Regions from separate parts of the Ovis aries genome. Here region 1 is linked to region 2. A link is a contact called in public Hi-C data. All regions are on one chromosome and are shown on one strand. The core of a region is the stretch at or near the end of the contact, and the rest is flanking DNA. Distances in the headings are between cores, read along the strand shown. Region 1 holds the start of MCAM (melanoma cell adhesion molecule). Region 2 holds the start of HYOU1 (hypoxia up-regulated 1).

Region 1 (6,212 bases), core at 2,886-5,385, 220 kb after region 2:
CAGCCAAACACCTGATTTCCACACGGTCCCCCTCCTTCAGCATCCCCTCAGGCTCCACTTCCAACCACACTCTCTCTGCCGGGTCTGCACAGGCAAAGGGGACAGTTCTCAGCCCAAGAGCGGCCTTTGCGCCGGGTGGGCAGATGCTCGCAGGACTCAGCCCCATTGTGAAGAGTCGGTACTCACAGAAAACAGGGACGGTGACCTCCTTAGATTCTTTCATGTGGTTCCCACTGGGCAGCCGGTAGCTGAGCTCACAGTAAAACTGGGCATCTTTGTCCTCCTTGGACACCTGTGCCTGCAGAACACTGCGCAAGGTAAACAGACCACTCGACTCCTCCGTCTGGGATGACTGGATGTGGACCCCTGGGCAGGGAGGAAGGGGAGAACGGTTCGGTGAGTCTCCGCTCCGCCTCCATCCCCACCCTGTGGCATCTTGAGTCGGGGAAGGAATGGCAGGGAGCCCTTGTAGAGGGCCACGGATCATTACGAATGCCACCTGCAACCCTTCAACCCAGCTCTTTACTGCTTGCTACCTACCCCAAACACACGTGGGCACTCATACAAGGGTGTGTGCAAATAATACTGCAGTGATTTAAAAATACAGAGAAAACACTATGGACATCTACTAACCAGAATGAATGGTCAGCTAGATCATATTATAGCTATATTATATATTACATTATAGCTCAGCCCTGTGAAATGCTGGGCAGTAGGTAAACAAACAATCAGGTAGTTCTAAACAGAGCGATCCAGCAAGATTTCCAGGACTTGTTGTCAAAAGGGAAACAAAGTATAGGGCAGGCCGTGCCATTCAGATCGGGGTTTCTCCACCTCAGCACTGAGATCTGGAGTCAGAAGTACTCTGTGCCCTGTGGGATGTTTACAGCATCCTTGGCCTCACTAACCCCCCACCAGATGCCAGTTGCATCTCGCTATTTGCAACAACCAAAAATATTTCCAGACACTGCCAAGTGTCCCAGAGGAGAGCAAGATCAGCCTTAGAAGAGAACCACTGATTTAAGTAATAAAAAACAAAACTCTATATAGTCCTAGATATATTTACATGTGTGAGTAAGGACCTAGAAATAGGCTTGAAAGAATACATACACACTGACAGCAGAGATATTTCTGGGAGGGGGGCCTGGGGCAGGAAGGAAAATTTTCCTTCTAGATTTTCTGTACAGTTTGAACCCTAATGATAATATTTTCATGGATGGCTTGTGTACTTGAAAAAAAAAAAAATACAATAGTGACTTCCCTGGCAGTCCAGTGATTAAAGACTCCATGCTCCCAACACAGGGGTCATGGGTTTCATTCCTGGTCGGGGAACTAAGATCCGGCATGCCTCACAGTGCAGTCAAAAAAAAACAAAGTAAAAGTGCAAAGCGGTCCCCATACAGTGCCACAAGCATGGCTTCTAAGGGCAGAGAGGATGACTTACGGTTCTTCTCCTCCTTCAGGGACTGGCCGTTCTTGTACCAGGTGACTTGAGGAACAGGGTACCCATTCCTTCCGACGCAGGTGGCAACCTAAGGAGGGCAGGGTGTGAGGCTTCCTAACTCTGTGACCTGGCCAAGCTGCCCCCTCTTAGCTCCTGCCTACCCGCCTCCCCCAACCCCGGGCCACCCCAGCAGACCTCACCTCCACAGGCTCCTTACTGTTCACAGAAATGCCCAAGGTATTGACCTGGATGCTTGGCTCCTCCGGAGCTTCTACAAGGGAGAGAGATGGGGAGGCATGTAGGACCACCGCTTCCCATGCCCCTCGCTGCCCACAAGGCACGGACAGGGCACTCACTGTAGACACGGAGCCGGATGCGGTGCTCCTGAGCCCGGCGCTTGCCCTGGCACGTGAAGATGCGGTCATCGTGGGGGGTGATGCCGGTCAGGACCAGAGTAGTCCCTTTGTCCTGGAGGCTGAGCCGGTTTTGGTACTCCCCAGGCTCGCTCTGGCCCTGGCCCTGACGCACACGGAAGATGGGCATCCGCTTCTCCTTGTGGACCTGAGTGGAGGCAGCAGGGCAGGGGTGAGGGTCCTGGGGCTACATGAAGGGCAGGGCCTCCCGCCCCTGCTGCCCTCTTCTGCACTCACAGAAAACCAGTCCACGTGGCTGAGGTTGCCCTGGGCGTGGGAGAGGCCACACTTCAGAAGGGCTGTGTGGCCCACTTCCACCTCCACCAGCTCGGGCTCCGGCTGCTCGGCCTCTCCGGGCACACCTGGGGGGGTCGGGGGGGTACCAGCAGCTGTGTGAGCTCCAGCTGCTCACCATGCCCTTCGCTCACACCCACTTGTAGCAGCTGTTCTCTCTGCCACTTCAGTGAGGGTTCGAAGGGCACGCTGTCCTCTCTAAGCCTCAACCACTCTGTATGACCCCCCAGCCTGGGGACTGGCCCTCTCCTGGCTCAAGGGAGCTGGGGATGGACATTTCTGGTCATTGGAGCAGAGACCCTGAGCACCAGGAACTCCCAGATGAGGCTGGCAGAGGGTGGGCCAAGAGGAAGGCCCCTTTCCTTCCAGGCCCCCTCCTCCCTGGGTGAGCTCAGAGTGAGGGAATGCAAGGCACGTGCCAGGCCCAGGCACACAGGCCCTTTTTGTCCCCACACCCAGGGTAAGACATCACTACTCTACCCTTTGCCCCCCAACGCCCCCCCCATAAGACCCCAATGGGCAACCCTGGTCAGGAGACCCCTATCTCCTACTCCATAAGCAGCATCTCTGTGAATTCCCACACTCTCAGGGGACCCCATCCTGGGAGTCTTGTGAGTACAGGAGGGGTCAGAGTCATGGAGGGGCCAGAACCTCTCCCTGGGGTCAGGGTCAGGGGTCAGGGCAAGGGCCAGGCAGTGGGCAAGAGTGACGTCAGCGGTGCCAGTGTCCTGCCCGCCCCACAAGGAGGTGATGTCACTCCATACCATCTGGTTGGACTTGGGTGCCTGGGTGGTTGCCCTGGGCTGGCTCCCATACAATGAGGGCTGTTGGAGTGGTCTTCAGCCCAGAGCAAAAGCCTCAGCTCCCTGACTCGGTTTCCCCAGCCCTAGAAGAGCGGGGCAGGGTGGGGCTGGACCTTCTGCAGCACTGGAGCCCCATGCAGCCCTTTCCCCTCCATCCCCCAGGAAGACTTTGAAGGCAGCAACCCAGGGTACCCCAGGGACATTGTTGGCATGGGCACGAAGCCATGGCATTGGGTATTGTCCAGACCTCCCCTTTCCCAGCCAGCCAGCGGCTAGAACCCGGGAAACGGAGCCAAGAGAAACGAGCGACACCACTGCGGCCATACAAGGGTAGGGTGAGCCCGGGAGCGCCCGGCTCCTAGGCAGTTTCAGAGAAAAACTCCGAGGTGCCGGGGCCCTTTTCCCACCTGAATCTGGTCCCATTCCGGGACGTGTAACAAACAAGTCTGGGGCGCTCGCACTCTGAGACTCTGCGATCCCTAGTCCCTGCCACCTGTGACCCCGTCACCCGGGTAGGGGCGAGGGGACCCATACGGCGCTCCAGTCTTTGCCAACGCCCTGGCAGGGCGGGAGCCGCCGTTCCTCCCCCTCGCGCTCACCTCTAGCCTGGCTCGAAGCCCAGGCGGGAGAGGGAGGGGTCGGTGCACCCCTCCAGCTAAGAAAACTGCGTTTTCCAGCAACAGGCGGGCGCGGAATTCAGGATTTGGGGATGCGCTGTAGCTGCCCCTCCCGCCAAGGCTCCAATCACGCTCCCCGCCCCCCGCCCCCGAGAAAGCACCTGAAGAAAAGCTCTCCCCAGAGCCCGAAGGGACTCTGCTCCACCCCTTCCCGCTGCAGGCAGCAGCCCCCTCCCCGTCTCCCGGGTCCTGCTCCCGGGATGGTCTGGAACAGAGGCTGCAAACGGGCCATAAAGAAGAGTTGTACGCGCGCAAGGCGCCGGGTGCCGGGGACCCGGAGAGGAGGAGCGCACGCCGCCGCGCAAAGCCCCGGCCCCCGCCGGGATGCGGGCTCTGCTCCCGGGCACGCTCCGCCGAAGACCGCCCCGCCGGACCGTTCGGGGTGCGAGGCCCCAGCGAGCTCACTCACCCGCGGCGCGGCGAGAGCAGCAGCAGACGGCGAGCAGGAAAGCGCAGATGAGCCCGGACCGTCCCATGCTTCCCGGCCGGAGGGCGAGAGCCAAGTGAGGGAGCTCGCGGCCGCCGGGGGCTGACGTCAGGGGGGCGGGGGAGGGGGCCCGGGCGCCCGGGCCGCCCGCCACGCCCCGCGCAGCCCACCCCCCGCCCGGCGCGCCGTAGCCCTAGGGGGCGGGCCCGGCGCCGAGATGCCCGGAGCTGCAACAGCGCGGCGCGGGGTTAGGCCGGAGCCTTCCTCCCAGCCCCCCGCTAGGGAACGGACAGGGGGCGGTGACAGGTGTCTCCGAGGCGGCTGCAGGGAGAAGCTGGCCCGGATGCTGGAGTCCCGCCGGGTCAGACCCCGCTTAGCCCCAGCCAGCCCTTGTAGCCCTGGGGGACCTCCTGGCCGAGGAGCCACTGGCAGGTCCTTAGTGTCCTTGATGGGGACCTCGCTCCCTTTTAAGCTCTTCTGCCCGCCGCCTCCTCCACTCCCCCGGACCTCTGCCCCAGAGAAATCGGGCTTCCCAGAACGGTTGCACCACTGCGGCGGCCAGCGGCCTGGCACTGCCCCCAAGTCTTGCAGTCCTGGCCGCTGTGAGGGAAGAACCCTGGGCCCAGGGCCCACAGAGCCAGAGGCATCTGTACTGGGGAGTGGAGACGGCGCGCTAAGGGTGGTCCCTTCATCCCCAGCTCCTGAAAGTCTCAGACCAGAGGAAGCAGGGAGGGGCTGAATTCACAGGCCCGAAGTTGTCACACTTGTCCCACTGAGCCTGGATCTTGAGGTTTCTGCTTCTTCTGGCTTCACTCACTGAACCCAACCTGGGACTCAGTTTCCCCTGAATGAAGAAAAGAGGGAGAAAAATGAGTTAATGGGCACAAGCTCTCCAGCTTTCTCCCCCCATACCTGTTGCTGTTGCTGAGGGTTGATGGGACCCCCTGCAGCAGGGCTCTGGCCCCCCAGCAGCTGAGGGTGGGGGGTTTGGAGGAGGAATCAGAACTGACTCCAGGCTGCCCTGCCCAAGTGGAATCTGTCCCAGCGAGGCGAGGGGACCTGCATCTCCCCTTATGTCCAATGCCTGGGTCTTCGGGCCCCTTGAACCTGAACTGAGGCTCTGGAGAGTGAGACTGATTCTTGTCTCATAGAGACAGACCCCCAGCTCCCTGGCCCTGGGAAACGGGTCCACATCAGCTGGGACCCCTCTAACTGGGATGGTCTAAAGGAGGCCTGGATTTGGAATAGAGTCCTGTCCTAGGCAGGGCAGCCTTGCCTCTGGGTGGGGGAGGAGCAGGGTGAGGCAGCAAATGGGCAGGTGACTTAGAGGATGCTCCGGGATGGCGTTTTGATGACGCCGAGATGACTCTTGAGCCACATCAGCCCTCATCTTTCAGATCCTTGCTGCTCCCCTCCTCCGTCTCCATTAATTTTCAGCCAGAGGCCATGCCAGGCAGGCCAAGCCAGGGGCTTGGAGCCCAGGGTGGGGGTGGGGGGTAAGAGAATGATGGTGCTTCCTCCTCCCCCAGAGTGAATGTATGGACTGGCCCAGGGCCCAGAACGGAATGGATGCATTTGTTTTTGTCTGCAGGGGCAGGAATGGGAATGGCTGAAGGATGCTGTTTGCCCTGGCAAGCTCAGAGCTGGGCATAGTATTCTGCTTCCCTGCCTCCACCCCCCTTCCCTTCTCTTAACACCATTAACTAATCATTCTCCTCTCTCCAGCCTGAGAGCAAAGCCAGCTAACCACCAAGGACGGTCAGTTCAGAATCCTTCTTCCGTTGTGAGAAGAGTGAAGCTAGGAGGGGGTGGTGGGGCTGCCTCTGCGGTGAAAGGGAAGTGAGGATAGAGCCCAGGGTGACCTCTGTGTCCCACACGTCCCCACCAAACTAGCAAAGAGACTGTCCTTTAGGGAAGCCAGTAGCTTAGGGTGCTCTGGGCTGCCAGGGAGTGGGTGGTAGAGGTCAGGGGGCAGACAACCTCAAGAAGGCTTCATTGAGTGGGGCCGCGCTAGGATTCCAAACCAAAGAGGTCAGGTCCTTGGAGAGGCTTCAGAGGGGACTGGAGGCAGAAGCAAGCAGAACGAGGGCAGCACAGGGTGAAGGAGCGGGAGGTGGAGGGTGTCTGAGATGGGCATCTGCAGGAAAGAGAGGA
Region 2 (7,003 bases), core at 4,193-6,692:
GCATCCGCCTGCAATGCAGGAGACCTAGGTTCGATCCCTGGGTTGGGAAGATCCCCTGGAGGTGGGCATGACAACCCATTCCAGTATTCTTGCCTGGAAAATCCCCATGGACAGAGGAGCCTGGCAGGCTACAGTCCACTGGGTCGCAGAGAGTCGGACACGACTGAGTGACTAAGCACAGCACAGCACAAGACAGCTGAATCCACTAGCTCTGCTCCAGAAAACCCTGTAATAACGTTTGAGGACTACCTCCCCTCCCCTACACTGTGCAGAAGCCCAAGGGAGAAAGCTGCCATCTCACAGAACATGAATAAAATGAACACCTACGTCAGAGCACATGCATACATTATAAACCATGCATACATTATATAACCATGTCATGGGCTGAGGCCAGTGTCAATTGTGGTGAACATCCTGGTCCAGGAGAATTTAAAAAGTGTTGTCACCCAGTTACCCCATTCTTAGGTATATATCTATTTGAACATATTCACGAAGAAACTTTGTTCACTGAGACTCTGTAATAGCTTAATTCAAAATGCACTGAAATGGAATACTGCTCCAATGCCCAGCAATAACTGTATACATAGGGAATTCTCTGGCAGTCCAGTGGGTTAGGCCTTGGTGCTGTCACTGGTGGGGCCACAAGTTCGATCCCTTGGGGGAACTAAGATCCTGAGTGCCACGTGAAGTTGGTAAAAAAAAAAGTTGGATCAAATAAATAGTGGTACACTCACACAATGGAATTCTACAGAGCAACTGGTCTCTTACATTCAACTGCTTAAATAAATCCCACAAACAGTATTCAGTGAAAGCAGACAGAAACCATAGAGCACACAGTTTATGACTTCACTTGGATAAAGTTTAAAAACAGGCAAAATTAAATTCTAGTCATAGAAGCTGGGATGGTACTTACCCTTTCACGTAAGAAGAGGGCATAAGGCTGGCTTTGGGGATGCTGGTTGCAATGGCTTTTGTGAAAATTCAATGGATTGTAGTATGTATACTTAATCTGTTTGTATGTTACACTTCAATAATAATTTCAGAAATTATTTTGTATGTGTCACACGAAAGACTCGATGGTTTATTTACTGTAACTTTAGGCAGGAGAAGCACTAGGGTAAGTTTTTTTTTTTCCTACTTTTATAGCAATATTTTTAGAATTACAGAAGAAATGTCTGTTGTGTAGCTCAGTTGAAACCTCAGTTTCAATATCTTTCAAAGAGGCATGCAGGTACATGCCTCACAAGTCATACCAAAAAGGGCCTGTGGGGCTCCTGGGCACAAGGGCTTTGTATCCCCATTACTTTGATTGTAGGAGACAGCCTTCATTCAGCCTCCATCACTTGCCCTGAGTTCCGGTAGGCAGATTCAAGCAGTTGTTAACTAGGGAAGGGAGGGGATGTGAGACCAGGGAGAAGCAAACTCAAGAGCAGTCTTGGGGCAAGGTCCTGTTTCCCCATCAATGGATACACACAACAATATCTTTGAGTTACTTTGCAGATACTGAAACCCCTTCCAGGTGAGAGAAGTTGACATGGTTAATGATGGTATACTGGTACAAGTATGTAGACCTCAGATTAGTTGACCTGAAGGTTAATTATGCTAATTTCTACTTGCATCACCATGAACCTATCAGAAGAATGTCCACAAGCTGATCACGCCCTCTTTGAACAATTACTATAAAACTCACTATCTTCTCCAAGTGGAGACACACAACTTTGAGGGCATTAGCCCACTGTGGCCCTCTTTGCTTGGCAAACTAATAAAGCTATCCTTTTCCACTTCACTCAAAACTCTGAGATTTGATTCAGCACCTGTGTGCAGAGAAGCTGAGCTTTCAGCATCACAGGGTTGGTGTCAAAATTAAAGAAGGGGGTAAAGTGCTTCACACAGTGCTAGGGAATCCTAAGGACCCAATATACATTAGCTTTTTTTTAAAAAAATTCAGTCTAGAGAAATAAAACTAAAAGATATGCATTATTGCAGTGCTAAAAGCTTGGTTAAGTGCTTTACCAAATTCATGACGAAGGTCCCTCTTGCAGGCCAGATTTTCACAATCAATAATCAGCTAATTGCTCCTTTCTCCTGTTTTATGGTTGCCTTGAAGCCTTGCGCTCTCTTATACTATAAGACCTCTGAGTTTATTAGGTTGACCTTTTTGTTCCTAAAGTGGAAACTGCTGCTAGCCTTTTTAGGGTAAGGAAAAAAAACAGATTTTTCAGTAGTTAAGAAAATAGTTTCTATTCAGAGAGCCAGATGGGGGGGAGGGGATGATAGAAAATAAAATTTTGCAGCTGGAACAAGAAGTGTTCCTATTTTGCTGTAGTGGATATGACTGTTGTACATCATGGGCAGCAGTTTGCTGAAGGGCAAAAGAGAGGGCATTGCTAGGTAATTCTTGATTCTGAGTCATGATCTCTTTAATTTCAAGCTAAAGACTTGAGTTGCTTCTTTACCTTTAGTCCCTTCAGAACTCCAGTTCTCAGTGTGCAGAACTGGAAGTGATTTTATACACACAATCACTCTCTGTGTAGTTTGCCTTCTTACATCCTCACTATACTGAAGCACCTGGATTCAGACAAGCATACCTAAAAGACAAATCCTGGTGTATGTTCTGACAAGTGTAGCCTAGCTTCACACCCCCGGCAAGTTATTTAATTAAAGGTTAGGGAACTGAAGAATTCCTGAACCTCTTTGAGACTGTTTCTCATCAGAGATAATGATACTTCTGCAGGTGGTTGCTATGAAGAGTCAATGGAGAGGGAAAGTACCTCATTAGGTATAATTCGCTACATGAAATTTAGGGCTGGTATCTGGAAAAGATGAAAACTCTAATTTGAAAAGACACATGTACCCCAATATTCATAGCAGTACAATTCACAATACCAAGACATGGAAGCAACCTAAATGTCCTTTGACAGACGAATGGATAAAGATGTGGTATATATTAATAATATCAGCCATAAAAAGGATGAAATAATGCCCTTTGCAGAAACCTAGATGGACATAGAGATTATAATGCTAAATGAAGTAAGTTAAAGATGAGTATCACATGACATCACTTATATGTGAAATCTAAAACAGTATGAACAAATGAACTTATTTAAAGAGCAGGACTAGACTACAGACACAGAAAACAAACTTATGGTTACCAAACAGGAAAGGAAGGGAGGGACAAATTGGGAATTTGGCGTTAACAGGTACACATTACTATATAAAATAGATAAACATCAAGAACCTACTGTATAGCACAGGGAACTATACTCAATACCTTGTAATAACCTATAATGGAAAATAATCTGAAAAAGTATTTGTGTGTGTGTGTGTGTGTGTGTATGACTGAATCACCTTGATGTACACCTGAAACAATGTAAGTCAACTTACTTCAATTTATTTATTTATTTTAAAATCAACTTACTTCAATTTAAGCAAAAAGAAATTTAAAGGCTCATTACTGTCAGTCCTGTTTATGTCTGTTTCCTATGGTGGTGGTCAAGCTCCCTGAAGAGCAGGCACCATGTCTATTTCATGTATATATGCTGGGCATTTAGTACAATTTCAGGAATACCAAAGACATATTTGTCAAAAAGAGGAAAGGAAGGAAGGCAGCAAGTCTGAAGAGGTGCATGGGTCCTCCGGAGGACCAACAGAAGATTTTATGTACCAACAGAAGATCCAGTGGCTCAGATATCAGAGCCTCTACCACTGGACAGTAGGGGGAGCAAACACAACAACAACAAAGATGTCATTCTGCTGTCCACATCTCTCTTTGCTTTCACTTTACTTCCTTTAACAAGTATTATCCATAGCCTTAACAACAGACATAACTCAAAGGTGAAATCAGGTCCCATCTAGACTCTACTTGTGCTTCTGCTCAGAGACTGAGATTCAAAATGGTACTAATACCGGCGTGACAAAGAAGAAAGAAATCTGGGCTGTAAATCAGGAAATCTGTGTGCTCTCCCCTCATTTATTTCTTTAGACAAATAGACACACCTTTTTCCATCAACTAGATCAAGGAGAGGGTAAGAGGAAAATCATCTACATTCACCGCTTCAATCCACTTGGAGCATCTACTAGGCTGTTAGACCTGGTTCTTGGTAAGCAACACACAGGCCCTGCTTGCTGAGAATCTGGGGAGGGAATAAAGCCTAACATGTTCTGAAAATAGGCTGTGGGGGACAGGGATGCAAAAATAAACTTCACAAATACTAATCATATGGCCACTTTTTCATATTGCATACTGTCTCAAATGACTGTCACTCCCATTTGTAGCTACCAGTGGCGAAAAAACAGTACACTTGCAGTTTTCCAGAGAGACAGCTGGTTTAGCCCAAGTTGGGACCCATGGGTACCATGAAGTGTCTTTGACCCTTGTCACCTGTAAAATCACGCAGTGCCCAGTGCTGCAGCTTCAAGGCTCTTTGCTATACTCTGCTTATACCCTGTCATTACGGCAAGGAGAGAAAGGCCAGGTTATTGGAATTTGTGCCCCAGAAGTATTTCCCAGCTTCCTTAAGAAACATGTTTTAGGTGCCCAATAAACACCATGTCTCTGACAGAGGGACCCAAAAACACACTGACTGTAGTTACAATCTGTACCTGGTGGCAGCCACAAACCTCTAATATTATTTCTCCTTTCCTACAGCCGAAAAACCAGTTTCATATACACCGATTCACTTAGGCCTCAAAACAGTCCTGTGATGCAGAAGGTAATTCATCTAGGCACAGCGGGTTACAATTCACAAACCGCGTGTCATCCCTCATCTTCATCCCTCACTGCCCGCCAATTTAATTAAAGAGGAAACTGATGCCCAGAGAGGTGAAGGTCTAGCTCTTAAGAAGCATTTCAGCCAAGGCACTTACAGAGCCGGCGAAACCGAAAACTGCGGAGCGAGCTGCGGGTGGTGAACCCTGCCTCAAGCGGCCGCGCCCACTGTCCCAGCAGCGGGAAACCGTCACTTCGCGAGGACAGCGCAGGTGCACCCAGACTCCAGGAAGTCGAGGGGTCATGTGATACGCCGGCTCCTGTCATGTGACCTCTTCCCCGGAGGCGGGGACCTGCGGCCAAGATGGCGACCTACCTGCAGTGGCGGCGCTTCGTTTTCTTCGACAAGGAGCTGGTGAAGGAGCCACAGGGCAATGATGGGGCTGCTCCCGGGGCCGCGCCTGCTTCTGGACCCGCTACTTCCAAGTTCCTTTGCCTCCCTCCTGGCATCACAGTCTGCGACTCAGGCCGAGGGAGCCTAGTCTTTGGAGATATCCTTCTTCTGGAGCTGTCCCTTTCCTCCTCGAATCCCTGAAGAGATCCAGCTGAGATGAAATCTGTCCGTCAGAAGGGTTCGTGTTACGTGCCAGTTTCCTTTAGATGGGCGCTCGGTGTTCCTTCTGTGGTCTGAGGGAAGAAAGGAGGAAGTCCATTCTCTTTAACTTGTTGCCAAATGAGTGAACAATCCTGGGCAAGTCGTTTAACCTCTCTGGACTTCAATTTCCTTATCTGCAAAAGGGGCGTAAAATAACAGTTGGGCAAGGTTTTTGTTTTTAAGGTCGATCAAAAGAACAGATGCAAGTTGATTTTAAAAGATGAATATGTAAGGTGTCATTATCTCCCCAGCCCATATTGTGGGGGAAGAGTTAAATGAAACCACGATTTCTTTTGCTTTGTTTTGTATAATGCTGCCCCTAAACTCTGGCCTTTCTACTGTTTTGAAAATGGGGGGTTTCCAGAGATGATATGTGGAAAAACCCTTGAAAAATTTAAACAGTTGTATAGGTTTTGTTTTTATTGTGCATGTGTGCTTAGTCATGCCCAGTTCGTTGCAACTCCATGAACTGCAGCCCATGCAGGCTTCTCTGTCCATGGAATTTCCCAGGCAAGAATACTGGAGCGGGTTGCCATTTCCTTCTCCAGGGCACCTTCCTGACCCAGGGTTTAAACCCCCGTCTCTTGCGTCTCCTGCATTGGCCGGTGGGTTGTTTGCTAGCTGAGCCACTGGGGTGCTGTGCTGTGTTCAGTTGTGTCTGACTCTTTGGGACCCCATGTACTGTAGTCGGCCAGGCTCCTCTGTCCATGGGGACTCTCCAGGCAAGAATACTGGAGTGGGTTGCCATGCCCTCCTCCAGGGGATCTTCCCAACCCAGGGATCGAACCCAGGTCTCCCAAATTGCAGGTGGATTCTTCGCCATCTGAGCCACCAGGGAAGCCCTGGGGGTAGTTGTTATTTCCGTTCTGGCCTAAATGTAAGAATCTCCCCTTGAAAAGGAGGCTCCTTGACTGCTCTGCACATATGGAAGGCCAGATCTGGTTCTTGCCCCGCTCCCTACAGCTTACGGGTTTCCAAGCCTACAAACTACGGGTGACACACCTGTACCAACTGAAGCAGCACAATATTCTGGCCTCTGTTGGTGAGGATGAAGAGGGCATCAACCCCCTGGTGAGTCCTAGAAAGGAAACAGGAAAGACCCAGAGGCCTGGGAATGATTATTTGTTGGAGGGTGACTAGCATTCACACATCTGAGATCTGTCCCCAGGTAAAGATCTGGAACCTGGAGAAGAGAGATGGTGGCAATCCACTCTGCACTCGAATCTTCCCTGCCATCCCGGGGACAGAACCGACTGTTGTATCTTGTTTGACTGTCCATGAAAATCTCAACTTTATGGCCATTGGTAAGAAGAAAGAAGGCAAAGCTAACACCCCATGATTCTTTATAGATTTCCTTCAGAGTTGCTTCTACAGCTCATTTTCACTGTTTTCATGAGACCATTTTGTACTGAAGTGAGGACTTTTGAGATTTTAAAGTTTGGGATGGGAAAGCATTTCATTTTGTTCTTTGAAAATAAGTCCGTGAGTTCTAATCCTCATGGTAACCACTGGAGAGGTTGGGTATGAGGAGAAAGATAGTCACTTCTAAAAAGTGCCTCTAAAGGTCTTTTTCTGCTTCCGTACCTTTTCAGCCTCAATAAAATACTGTTCCTTGCTCTCCTACAGGTTTCACAGATGGC

Evidence for each region. A called contact is a pair of places that touch in the nucleus more often than the background predicts.
Region 1: a Hi-C map of liver shows a contact between it and region 2, with 5 times the contacts expected there. The contact joins the promoter of MCAM here to the promoter of HYOU1 in region 2. A contact is called at or near these places in 3 of 16 Hi-C or Micro-C datasets (blood and liver).

What each region holds. Positions count from the first base shown.
Region 1 is chr15:29,601,067-29,607,278 of ARS-UI_Ramb_v3.0, forward strand. MCAM (melanoma cell adhesion molecule) reads right to left here and starts at 4,136. Exons shown (of 15, transcript XM_060399752.1): 1 at 4,041-4,136; 2 at 2,095-2,219; 3 at 1,801-2,005; 4 at 1,645-1,715; 5 at 1,445-1,532; 6 at 187-366; 7 at 1-84. The coding sequence starts at 4,107.
Region 2 is chr15:29,376,926-29,383,928 of ARS-UI_Ramb_v3.0, forward strand. It overlaps HYOU1 (hypoxia up-regulated 1), which reads right to left and starts at 5,443. Exons shown (of 26, transcript XM_042232956.2): 1 at 5,085-5,443. It overlaps VPS11 (VPS11 core subunit of CORVET and HOPS complexes), which reads left to right and starts at 5,070. Exons shown (of 16, transcript XM_060399748.1): 1 at 5,070-5,340; 2 at 6,171-6,434; 3 at 6,532-6,667; 4 at 6,990-7,003. The coding sequence starts at 6,288.